4 separate regions of the Mus musculus genome follow, and regions 1, 3 and 4 are each linked to region 2. The links are chromatin contacts, called in public Hi-C, HiChIP or PLAC-seq and promoter capture Hi-C maps. All regions are on one chromosome and are shown on one strand. Each heading gives the region's core, a stretch centred on a gene start, on an enhancer-like site or on the middle of the called end of the contact. The rest is flanking DNA. Distances are from core to core; before and after follow the strand shown. Region 1 overlaps Lpin2 (lipin 2). Region 2 overlaps Myom1 (myomesin 1). Region 3 has its middle 4.3 kb from the start of Gm41610. Region 4 holds the start of Emilin2 (elastin microfibril interfacer 2).

Region 1 (2,700 bases), core at 97-2,596, 190 kb before region 2:
GCAAAGACAGGGAGCGTCAATAAAGATGTTGGAATCACTATGTTCCTTTTCTGTATTTGGCGCCTTATGGATTGGGAGTTACCGGGGGCGGGGGTGGGGTGGGAACAAACTAGAGCATTTTTTATGGCTGAAAGAATACTGTGTAAATTAACCCCAGTCGTTATGTAAAACATCCCATACCTGCCAGCTTCCAGGCTTTAGACATTTGGGGTTTGATTTTGGCTGGAAAACCACATCCAGATGTCCTTGAAGGTCAGGGTGTACCGTGGCCCTGCGGCTGAAGAGGGCCTCTGTTAGGGGAGGTGAGCTGGTTGCAGGCTAATGAGCCTGACTTCTTGTTGCTCCACTGCACAGCTCACTGGCAGAGATAGCACTACAAACTCTGGCTACAAACTCTGGTTCCTAAGCAACAAGCCCCCCCCCCATATAAAATGGGGGGCCGGCTGGAAACGGAGATCATTTGAGAAGACAAGCACATTTGGGTCTGGGAGGCCTGACACGACACTTTCCCAACAGCAGCACACAGCTCTAGGCACCCAGGTCTGTCAGCCAGCACCTGTAGGGAAAGGCAACTCCCCCAGGTCCCTAGTGGAAGGCGCAGACAGGGAAACCAGTTTCAATAGCCTTGCCTTGCTCCTAAACCAGTTGGCAGAAGAGTCTAATGTAGTCAAAATATACTAGGTTCCAAGGACTGTCTGCAAAGTTATTATGGGATATTTGGAAGGCGGGTCATGGACTGCCCGGTTTTCCACAGCTGGGGAGTTGGCTACCAAGGTCAGCGTGCCCTCTGCTGTCTGAGAAATGACGCATGGAAAACCCTGAGCAGCAGTACTTTTAGGAAAGCCCGGCTGGCTCACACGAATGTTTCTGTCCGTTTCCTTCCCTCTTCTTTGAAGACCATATTCAGTGCCAAAGTGGCCAAGTGTTCAGTGGCTGTAAGGCAGGGGCCCGACCGGAGATGTACGGCCACTGTGTTCCCCATTCCCAGACAGGTCTCTCGAGCATCCAACAGACCTTGATCATCCAGTGTGTGACTTCGTTACTGGCAGAGGTGCACTTAGCTAGCTCGCTCTATCCAACAAGCAAGGCGGAGTGAGCTGGGCCACAGCAGTAGGCATGTGCTCACTGGAAGACAAAACAGGATGCAAACTGGACTCCAGCCCACGCAGGAGATGGGTTTAAAATGGGAGCCCCAGTCTTTTTTTGGAGATGAAAAACAGGGACAGCTAGAGCGTGTCTGGAGGAGGGGAGTTTGGAGCAATGGCCCCTCCCTAAGTCACCACACCCCTTCTAGTCATGTGTCCATGAGTGAGTCAGAGGTATAAACAGAGTTTAAGTACTTACTCAGTACTTTTAATTGATGCTGGCCTCAAGTAGTCCTCCTAAGAGGACTAAGTGACTGGTACATACCACAGGGTCACCAGGTTCAGGGTACAACTTCTCTAATCAGGGAGCTTTGGTGACTTGAGAAAAAGGCAGTGCTTTTTAAGAACTGGAGCAATTTGCCCTTGATACGTACCACCACCAAACGGCACCATTAAAATGACTAAATACTATTAAATGGGATCTGCAAGGAGGAATGCCTGAGGTGTATTTTAAATCATTTCCAGATTAGCATATAGTCAGCATTCCCAGTGACGATTGGTCTTGTTTCCCACGTATCTGCTTCATGAAAGGAAGTGGATACCATAACTCCAGGCCTACAGTCTCAAGAGTGGCGGTGTCTGGCCCCCATCCACTTTGTAAACACAATCTGTGCTTCTCTTGTGCCATCTTACCATGGAAGGAGGTACACATGCAGGTACAGGGGTGAGGGCTGCCAAACTCTATCCTCTCATAGCACTTAAAACTGCCTAGAGGAATCAGATATTTTCTAGGACAAAAATATAGCCCCACTGCCAAGACTTGTGGTTCCTGTGCGATCCAGCAGACGTAGTATCTGCTGCCCAGTGACCTGAGGGAGGATGATGTCACATTAACTTTTGCCATCAATCATATGATGTGGGCTTGTGCTACAAAAAGTTCATGGGTACTCTGTTAATCTGATGGACTGTTACCTGCTGCTACCCAGGAAAGGCTTAATAAAGGTGAGGCATTAAAACTGAGCAGCATGGCCAGGAGACTCTGAAGGGCTGGTGTGGGAACTAGAGTGTAGGGAAATGATGGATGGACAAATCACTTCTTGACAGAATCTACAAGGCAGACATAGTTCCTGTGGGCGGAGCTTCTCTTCTGGAGCCAGGGTTTGCAAGGGAGCAACAGGAAGAGGTCGTCCCTCCTTTAGACAAGCAAGTCAGCAAAGCCAAAGTGATGTTTATGTATAACTGGTAATTGTAATTATCAATCTCTGGCACTGATACGGTCAAAGTCCCTGAAGGAAGGAGCCCAATGCAATCAGTTTATGTTAGTTTATTATTGTAACATTTTTTTGTGAACATCAAACACTGCACCAAAATATGAGCCATTCATCTGAAGACAACATCTTTACCATATTGAAGGTACTGCACTGATGTTTACAATGATTACGGACAACTTAAAGCTGCTTAGTGGCACTGCTCTCTAATAATCAAGTACTTCATCAGCTGAATGGAATCATTAGCAGGGAACTCTTTCCTCTGCCTTCAGGTCAAAAAAAGAATTTTTCACCTGGAAAGAGCAATTCCTGGGGTTTTAAATAAACCTTAGCATGCTCTCAAACAA
Region 2 (2,700 bases), core at 8-2,507:
TTACAAAGGTGTTTGATATGATGGCAGAAACCTTTGCAGACCTCTGGGTTTAATGTTAATAGGTTGGCGTTACTTGTGAAGAGCTCAGGTTACCTGGGTTTTGGACATTCTGTTTCATGACCTATAAACCATCAGGGCGTGTTCTCTGGGAAAATGTCTCCTGCAGACACACTAAATGAGAAGGACACCAACAAACCATGGCCAGGGCTGAACGTAGAACGTTTCCTGCATGCCAAGCAACAGGAAACGAGTGCTTTCCTGGGCACTCCCGTCTCTTCCCAGGCTTTGCAAGCAGGGCAGAGACAGAAGGAAGAGCAGAGCAAGAATGCAGTGGTGATGCTGATGCTGATGCTGATGCTGATGCTGATGCTGATGCTGATGCTGATGCTGATAAAGCCCAAGTACCAGAAGAGGCACTCAGAGGAGGTCTCTCTCTAGGGGAACAGCTAGCAACAACACAGAAACGTCCTTGTCTTAAAGGCCTATGACTCCACATACTGATGGAGTAATTCCCGTGTTAACAGAGCAGAGTCTAGTTAGCTGAGCAGCCGGCGATTCTGGGTTGTAATAGAAAGCAGGGGACAGGAGGTGTCCAGAGAGCCACAGACCAGCATTTCTATAACAAAGGGTGCAAGATGCCATTCAGGGGGTGAGCTTGAAGATCTATTAAGTTACTTAGGCATTCATCCGCATATGGCCACCTCTGGACCACACCTTCCATGTGCTGACCCTGAGGAAACATGTCCCAGAAAAGCCTGCCTCAAGGATACTAGCCTCTTCTTCATCAGCTGATGCTTCAACTCCAACTGACAAGCGCTCATTGTTCCAGGAAAGCAAAGGTTTCATTTTTGTGGCTTTTAATTCACAATACCACAAGAATAATCACAGTTTAGCTGTGTCTGGGGAATGGCGGCCCCACTGTCTGGTGATGATATTACTTCGTAAACAATCATGTCTTCTGTTTCCTGTATTATCTTCCACTTTTACTAACCTTGGGCATGGGTGTTTGTCAGAGTTGCTTTCCTAAGTTCATTTAACGCTCTTCTGGGTGCCCGTCCTGGCTAGTTTTATGTCTGCTTGATACAAGCTGGAGTCATTTGGGAAGAAGGACTCTGAATTAAGAAAATGCCTCTGCAAGATTTGCCAATAGGCAAGTCTGTGGTGCATTTTCTTAGCCTTGGGGATTGATGGGAGGGCCCAGGCCAATGTGGGTGCTGTCATCCTTGGGCTGGTGGTTCTATAAGGAAGCAGGCTGAGCAAGCCACAAGGAACAGGCCAGTAGCCAGCATTCCTCTGTGGCCTCTGCATCAGCCCCCCACTCCCTTGGGCTCTGACTCAGCTTCCCTCAGGGATGGATTTGTATGCTGTAAGACGAACTAAACTATGCGTTGCTTTTGGTCACAGTGCTTCATCGTAGCAATGCAGTGGTAAACTTTTAACAATAGTTAAAAGTATTGTTCCTGTTCTCAAGATGGGCAACACAGTGTGGGGAGTCTAGCATGGTGGGAATGTATTCTGAGGGGCGCTCTCAGTGTCCAGCTCCAGCAGCTCCTGTCCAGCTCCGGGCCACAGAGCCCACTAGCCAGCATTTATCCTCTTCAAAGCTTCTAGCTTTCTCTCTCTCTCTCTCAACTTCCAAATAGCCTAACTTCCTATGGGTTGATTAATCTGGTCAAAGATTAGCCTGTTACTCATTATGGCCTCAGACATAGGCTAATAATAATAATAATAACTTTTTTCAAAATGTTATCTTATTGTTTATATTTATTATAGAGGTAGTTCATGATTATCAAAGAGATGATAATCAAGAAGGTTAAAATCTCCTTTAAATCTGTAACTCAGAAATAATGGCTACTGACATACTGGCCTAAACTAAAAGATGAAAAAATATTTTGAGATGGGTCTTGCTAGAATTTATGGCTCAGGCTGACCTTGAACTGGGGATCATCCTGCCTTGGCCTGCTGAGCGCTAGGATTGTAGCTGTGTGCCAGCACGTCTAGCAAAAATGATAATGATTATTACTAGTCCAGGCTGGCCACAAACTCATATTTGATCTACTTGCATTTTCTTGTGTCCACTCTTATGTGGGTTATGGATATATGCAACCACATAAGAAATAAATCCTAAATATGATGATTTTTTAAATAACTTGGGTCATGGTGTTCATGCAAACTTCTTTTTCTTGATACATTTCAGGAAGTACAGATATACATCATTCGTTTTCACTGCTGCATAGTAGTTCTTTATGTGAAGCATGAACTTCTTATATTTATTCATATATATTTATACCTTTTTATTAAAATATATGTACAGATAAAGACATTTTAATTTAGTACTCTCATTGGTAAGCAACTCTGGTTTTATGTCATATTTGTCTTCATCTTTGTCCATTTTGTCCTGGAACTGGAGAAGTAGGACTGTGTGCTTTAAATACATAGTTGTAAAACATCCTCAGAGACTTTGAACCAGTTCATAATCACAGCCTCGTATAGGAGGACCGGCTTCTGCGTCCCCCTGCCCTGGTAGAGTTGTTTTTATTATGTGTATTATATGTGTGTGTGTGTACATGTGTATATGCATAGGCATGTGTATGTGCACGCATGTATGTCGACCAGAGTTCAAGGAGTGATGTCTTCCTCAGTTGCCTTGCTCTTTGAGACAGTCTCTCACTAAACCAGGAGTTTGTAGAGTCAGCTAAA
Region 3 (2,700 bases), core at 88-2,587, 220 kb after region 2:
TGTTTTACCGACACCAGTAGCCAGTGCCACCCTCGGGGCAGCTTGTGGGTGACTTCACATGGCTCAGACCTCATGGAAATTTACCTGGCTCTAGGAGGCTGTTGGAGGCAGACATTTAGCAAATTGTGCGCACATGCAGGCAGATAAGTACAACAAAGCCAGGCAGAGATTACAGAAGATAACCGTTACCCTAAGGAGAGGGACAAGCGTGAGACTCTGCTTCAGAGGAAAACCAGAAGGCTCCATTTCACTTTCTCTTTTGTGTGTGATGTGCGTGTGTGTGTGTGTGTGTGTGTGTGTGTGTGTGTGTGCCTGTGGGCCGTCCCACATGTATGGTATGTGTGTGATGTGTGTGTGTGTGTGCCTGTGGGCCGTCCCACATGTATGGTATGTGTGTGATGTGTGTGTGTGTGTGTGTGTGTGTGTGCCTGTGGGCCGTCCCACATGTATGGTATGTGTGTGATGTGTGTGTGTGTGTGTGTGTGTGTGTGCCTGTGGGCCGTCCCACATGTATGGTATGTGTGTGATGTGTGTGTGTGTGTGTGTGTGTGTGTGTGTGTGTGTGTGTGCGCGCCTGTGGGCCGTCCCACATATATGGTATGTGTGTGATGTGTGTGCACCTTTGTGGGCATCCCCACATATATAGTGTGTGATGTGTGTGCCTGTGAGGGCCTCCCTCCATGCCTGGCCATCAGAGGACAACTTGGGGAATCAGTTCTCTCTCTCTAATGGAACCTGGTCATTAAGCTTGGTAAGGAGAGCCTTTACTCACTGCGCCATCTCAGTGGCTCACTAGTATCTTTCAAATAAAATAAATCTTGAATATGTTCGTTTTGATAAGATCATTCACATTTTATCTAAAAAGGAAAACAAATTATTCAAATTTATATTGGGACAATATCTGTAAATAGATTTGAATATATATATATATATATATATATATCCTAAAGCTATAAATTCTCCCCATATAAATTTTAATGTGAAATTAGAAGTTGAAATTAAACAAAGCTAGTTGCCATTCTGGTTCTGTTTGTCTCTTGTTACCTAATAATATTTTATCCCTCATGAATTTCAGTTTGAAATGTATTTGAATGATTCTTCGAAAAGCTGATATGTGCCACAGTTTCCCTTTATCCACCTCTCTTAAGGTTTCAGCCACTCGTGGTCAAACAGGACTGAGACTATCAAATGGAAAATCCAAGAAATAAACCTCCTGCCTTAAATTCCATTCCGTTTTGAGCAGCGTGATGAAATCTCATGCAACCTTACTCCGTGACTCACCCCTTTGTTGTATACAGGGGACAGGCTGCCTGCCTTGGCAGTCACTTGGTAGCTATAGTAATTCCCGACTGGGCTGACTGGGCTGACGGGCACCCAGTGCTAGGGTTCGTAATGGGAGTGTAGTGAGCCATGATAGGAATTAGCACATGCCAGAGAGTTGTTCTGAAGCTTTTCCTGTAAGTGAAAGTTCTCAGCAAGGTTAGAAAAATTCCCATCCTGTGGTTGGTCAGGCCTAAGGGAAGATCAAATCTCCCTGTGAGATTGTGAGGAGACAGAAGTTGGGGCTAATCCTGGCCATTCAACTTCTAGCACCCAGTTAGGACAAAGGGCAGAGCTGATGCATTCAAACTTTGGAAAAAGCAGATGTGATAAGATTGAGTGACCTCAGGCATCCAATCGGGTGTGGGGATCCACACATCAAGAGAGACCACTTTCAAGAAGGTTGCTGATGCAAGATGGCTCGTTTACTGCTTTTGACCCACCTATAAGCTGAGAGCATATATTCTATAAAATCATGTTCTGAGCCCGATGGTGTCCCAGGCTGGTGGTGATGCTGTCATGCTGGGCAGCCACGGTGAGCCCATAGCTCTGACTTAGTCGCAAGACCATGAAGGTAAACAAGGCGTACCCTGGCATCACGGTATAGAGTTGATATGGTTTTAGATACATTCAACCCACGATAGCAGAGGTAACGGCCCTGTCTCAAAAAAAAAAAAAAAAGAAAGAAAAAGAAAAACCAAAACAAGATCCCAGGAATCCAGGAATGTAGCTCAGTTGGAGGGGCAAGGCCTGGGCTTCCATCCCCACTAAACACAAAACACCACCAAAGAGCGGGAAAAAAAAGATAGACCAGACTAAACTAGACAGGTGTATTAAATTCCTTTGAATCCATAATAGGTATAATGGCAAGTCAGGGGGTGTTACACGTAGTTGACATTTTTCTCCAAAGTTACATGCATGACATATCCAGAACATCATTTATTTAAAATTTTCTAATTAAAAGCTTTAATACCTTAAGCTCAATCCAATCATTTCGCAATTTATAGTAGAGATCAAGATGCCACAAATATATACATCTTTCTTCACATTTTTGTAAAGGCTTTATAAATTTCAAAATAACATTGCTGCAGAGTTTTTCTAACATTTTCTGTAAATCCTGGATAGCAGTGAAATGTCAGAATAGGAGTTGGGTGTGGTTCAATGACTCCAAGCGTTCTTAAAGTCCAAGGTTCATTTCCAAATACTACATGTGTAAACATAGAAACACAAAGTCAGATTGACTTAAAAGTAATAGTCTATCTATTGCACACCTTATATTGCCACTTATCACATTATCTTATTTATTGGGCACCTTATGTACAGTCGTTTAGACTTCACAACCCTAGTGAGAGGTGTTGTTACTGCTGTACAGGGGGAGGA
Region 4 (2,700 bases), core at 161-2,660, 250 kb before region 2:
TCAATTTGCAAATCAAAAGGACCCAATAAAACCATCAAAGCAAAGCATATGAGAAAATAAAACAACCAGTGGCTTCATTTAGTTTTATCAAAACATAGCCAACTTTCCCTGTCCCTCCAACCCCCAGCCAACAGTGTCATGTTAGTTCACAGGTACAGCAGTGAGCCTAGGCTTGCCAACTAGGGCGGGTAGGAGCAGCAACTAATTTCAAAGGAATAGCTCTCTCTCTCTCTCCTCTAGAATACCCCTCCTTGGTGGTGCAGTGTGTAGCCTAGGCTAGCCTCTAAGGTGAGTCTCTTGCCCCAGCTTCCCAAGTAGAACACCCTACCCTCTGTGGCTGATTTTATCTGTGGAGTCACTTTGGTCAGGCTATAGAGAAATTGGCAAAGACCCCTGTAGCGTTTGAATAGGCAGAAAACATGACCAACAGGGGGAGCAAGAGAGGGAGGGAAGGATGGAGGAATGAAGGGTTGGAGGGAGGCAGGAAGGCACCAACAGAATCTGAACTATTTAGATGCAAAGACAAAAAAAAACTATTATAATAAATGGTCTTTTAAAAATGTTTGCCCGCACATACATACTGTGTGCGTGTGTGCAGGCCAGAGATTAATGTCTTGTATCCTCTTGTCAATTGCTCTCTCTGGCACTCCCCCCTTGAGCTAGGGTCTGTCAGTGAGCCTGCAGCCTCAGAGATTCTTCTGTCTCCACCTCCTTAGTACTGGGATTACAGGTTTGTGAAAGCCTGTCTAACTTTTTATGTGGGTGCCTGAGGATCTGAACTCATGTCTTCATGTTTGCGCAGCATTTTACCGACCGAAACATCCGCCTTTAATACTGATGGAAAGAGAAACGTCCGAGCAGGACATCTCCTCATAAACACTGGAGTAGCAAATGACAGTTTGCAGCTGCGGGGAGGCAACCCCACTATCCAGGAGCAGCCCGCGCATTTGGAAAGTTCAAGCCGTGTACTAGCTGCGCCTAGGAGAGCTCCTGCGTCTTCAACTTTCGCCCAAGACCTTAAAGATTGATGGGTAGACGGCGGTGGGGCCTCAGAGGAAGAAATCGACGCTGAGTCCCCCTTGAGTAGGTTCCCCCCGCCGGGGGGGGGGGGCAATAACTGATGGGTGGTCCTGGGCTTCTGGCCGGAGAGAGGCCCCGGGGGATCGAGGTGGGGACCGCCCGAAGCTTGCTGCACTTCCGGAGGGGCTGGGGTCGCGCTGTTTGGAAGGTGAGAGGCGGAGCTGCTGGCGTTTGGGAAGAGACCAAAGGAATGTGTAATTGAAAAGTCTGTAACCAAGACCCCGGTTCCTAACCCTTTGGCTCTTTCCCCGAACCCCCTGCCGAGAGGCGATGGGCCGAGAGATGGTGAAGGGAAGAGTCACGTTTCGGAGAGGGAAGTGAATTAAAGAGGGCGGCACCCGGGGGGACCTGTGCGTCATTGAGGGACCGCGGAGCGGCCAGTGCGGAGGCGTGGGGACGAAGAGCCAGAGGGGCCGCCGAGCGCCCGAGCCCGCTGCCGGTTCCCGCGGCCCCGCCGCCTGCAGCCTTGTGGGGCTCAAGATGTGTCAGGAGACCCCGCCCCGACCCCGAGCACCCAGTCGCTGGACGCCGGCCCTGCTGGCCCTGCTGGCCCTGGGCGGCGCGGGACTGTGCCACGCGAGCTCGCAGCCTGGGTACCACGCGAGGCCCAGTGCCAGGAACAAGTAAGAGTGTGTCCCTTATGCTCGCCCCCAGCCCTAGAGTCCCAGATCCTAGGCGGTCACTCCCGAATCCGCCTGCGGGCTCCAGAGCTGCCCCGGCAATGGCGACGGGCGGTAGCAGAGAGAGCCCCATAGGCTTTTGGGGTGTCGCCACCCCCGGGTGGCCATGTGCTCCCCACCAGGCGCCCCAAGCATCCTGAAGCGAACCCGGGCAATGGGGAGTGTTCGGCAGAACTACGGGATCTGCCACCGAGCCCGAACACGAACACATCCTGTTCTGCAGGTTTGGGACTCTTTGGTGTTCCAAAGACGCAAGAGACACCCTGGGGTGGCAGCTTTGGCAAGCTCCTGCCTTCAGCGCTGGTGACCGCCAACTTGTTGGGTCAATTCGTCTCCCCCTTCTCCCCATTGTTCTCCAAGTTTATCCAGCCCTTTTCTCTCTACCCCAGAAACTGGTGCGCCTACATCGTGAATAAGAACGTGAGCTGCACGGTACAGGAGGGAAGCGAGAGTTTTATTCAAGCTCAGTACAACTGTCCCTGGAACCAGATGCCCTGTCCATCCGCCCTGGTGTAAGTCGGGGAGCACGAGGGCCGAGTGGGTGGGTGAGGTGGAGCGCTGGACTTCAGTCCTTGTGGAAATCTCTTCCAGACCCTCTACAAAGTCTGATATCTGCACGGCTCACAGCTACTCTGGGCTATTTAATGGTGTGCTGTTCTGCGTGAACCTTGAAGATGCGCAAAATTTGGGAGTTTGAGATTCCCTAGGCCACAGGAGAGGATGAACAAAGGCCCCACCCCCATCTCTCTCTCTCTCTCTCTCTCTCTCTCTCTCCTCTCTCTCTCCCCCCTCCTCTTTCAATTTTATTACTAACATAAGGCAGCTGAACCTAATTAGATCCATATTGTATGTTCTGGGTCGCATAGAGATTCTAAAATGTTTTAAATGAAGGATTAGCCGAGAGGTTTGACCAGTTGGAGTTCTGAAGGAGGTGAGTTTT

Evidence for each region. Promoter capture Hi-C pulls out the DNA fragments that hold promoters and counts their contacts. A called contact is a pair of places that touch in the nucleus more often than the background predicts. HiChIP or PLAC-seq counts read pairs in DNA pulled down with a chosen protein or histone mark.
Region 1: a promoter capture Hi-C map of trophoblast stem cells shows a contact between it and region 2, with 3 times the contacts expected there. The contact joins two enhancer-like sites. A contact is called at or near these places in 19 of 39 promoter capture datasets (the 3T3-L1 cell line, 3T3-L1-derived adipocytes, the C10 cell line and 12 more), 2 of 15 datasets of contacts at CTCF or cohesin (the NIH/3T3 cell line and large pre-B cells), 63 of 484 Hi-C or Micro-C datasets (the 63-12 cell line, the AML12 cell line, B cells and 44 more), 7 of 115 datasets of contacts at active chromatin or transcription factors (the 230-238 cell line, the HPC-7 cell line, the NIH/3T3 cell line and 3 more) and 4 of 9 other capture datasets (adipose tissue, embryonic stem cells, liver and 1 more).
Region 3: a contact with region 2 is called in a Hi-C map of adipose-derived mesenchymal stem cells, with 1.7 times the contacts expected there. The contact joins two enhancer-like sites. A contact is called at or near these places in 1 of 39 promoter capture datasets (macrophages), 2 of 484 Hi-C or Micro-C datasets (adipose-derived mesenchymal stem cells and palatal mesenchyme), 1 of 115 datasets of contacts at active chromatin or transcription factors (embryonic stem cells) and 1 of 9 other capture datasets (liver).
Region 4: a contact with region 2 is called in an H3K27ac HiChIP or PLAC-seq map of the NIH/3T3 cell line, with 6 times the contacts expected there. The contact joins the promoter of Emilin2 here to the enhancer-like site in region 2. A contact is called at or near these places in 6 of 39 promoter capture datasets (embryonic stem cells, hippocampal neurons, liver and 1 more), 3 of 15 datasets of contacts at CTCF or cohesin (the NIH/3T3 cell line, large pre-B cells and pro-B cells), 13 of 484 Hi-C or Micro-C datasets (B cells, adipose-derived mesenchymal stem cells, bone marrow-derived macrophages and 7 more), 4 of 115 datasets of contacts at active chromatin or transcription factors (the NIH/3T3 cell line, bone marrow-derived macrophages, fetal liver and 1 more) and 3 of 9 other capture datasets (adipose tissue, embryonic stem cells and macrophages).

What each region holds. Positions count from the first base shown.
Region 1 is chr17:71,249,512-71,252,211 of GRCm38.p6, reverse strand. Lpin2 (lipin 2) reads right to left here. Exons shown (of 20, transcript NM_001357791.1): 20 at 2,394-2,700. It overlaps Emilin2 (elastin microfibril interfacer 2), which reads left to right. Exons shown (of 8, transcript NM_145158.4): 8 at 1-40. Among named protein-coding and RNA genes, the nearest start is that of Emilin2, 60 kb to the left of the region's middle. Within about 2 kb of position 1,346, at least 104 of the 459 cell types and tissues checked have an H3K27ac peak or open chromatin away from gene starts, as enhancers often do. A contact at or near this core is called in the C2C12 cell line, the C3H10T1/2 cell line, the NIH/3T3 cell line and 7 more, where this site is marked.
Region 2 is chr17:71,058,013-71,060,712 of GRCm38.p6, reverse strand. The region is part of intron 10 of Myom1 (myomesin 1); the gene reads right to left. Among named protein-coding and RNA genes, the nearest start is that of Myom1, 40 kb to the right of the region's middle. Within about 2 kb of position 1,257, at least 39 of the 459 cell types and tissues checked have an H3K27ac peak or open chromatin away from gene starts, as enhancers often do. A contact at or near this core is called in the C2C12 cell line, the C3H10T1/2 cell line, the NIH/3T3 cell line and 7 more, where this site is marked.
Region 3 is chr17:70,835,623-70,838,322 of GRCm38.p6, reverse strand. No RefSeq gene overlaps it. Among named protein-coding and RNA genes, the nearest start is that of Gm41610, 4.3 kb to the left of the region's middle. Within about 2 kb of position 1,337, at least 128 of the 459 cell types and tissues checked have an H3K27ac peak or open chromatin away from gene starts, as enhancers often do. A contact at or near this core is called in adipose-derived mesenchymal stem cells, where this site is marked.
Region 4 is chr17:71,309,721-71,312,420 of GRCm38.p6, reverse strand. It overlaps Emilin2 (elastin microfibril interfacer 2), which reads left to right and starts at 1,410. Exons shown (of 8, transcript NM_145158.4): 1 at 1,410-1,703; 2 at 2,150-2,272. The coding sequence starts at 1,561.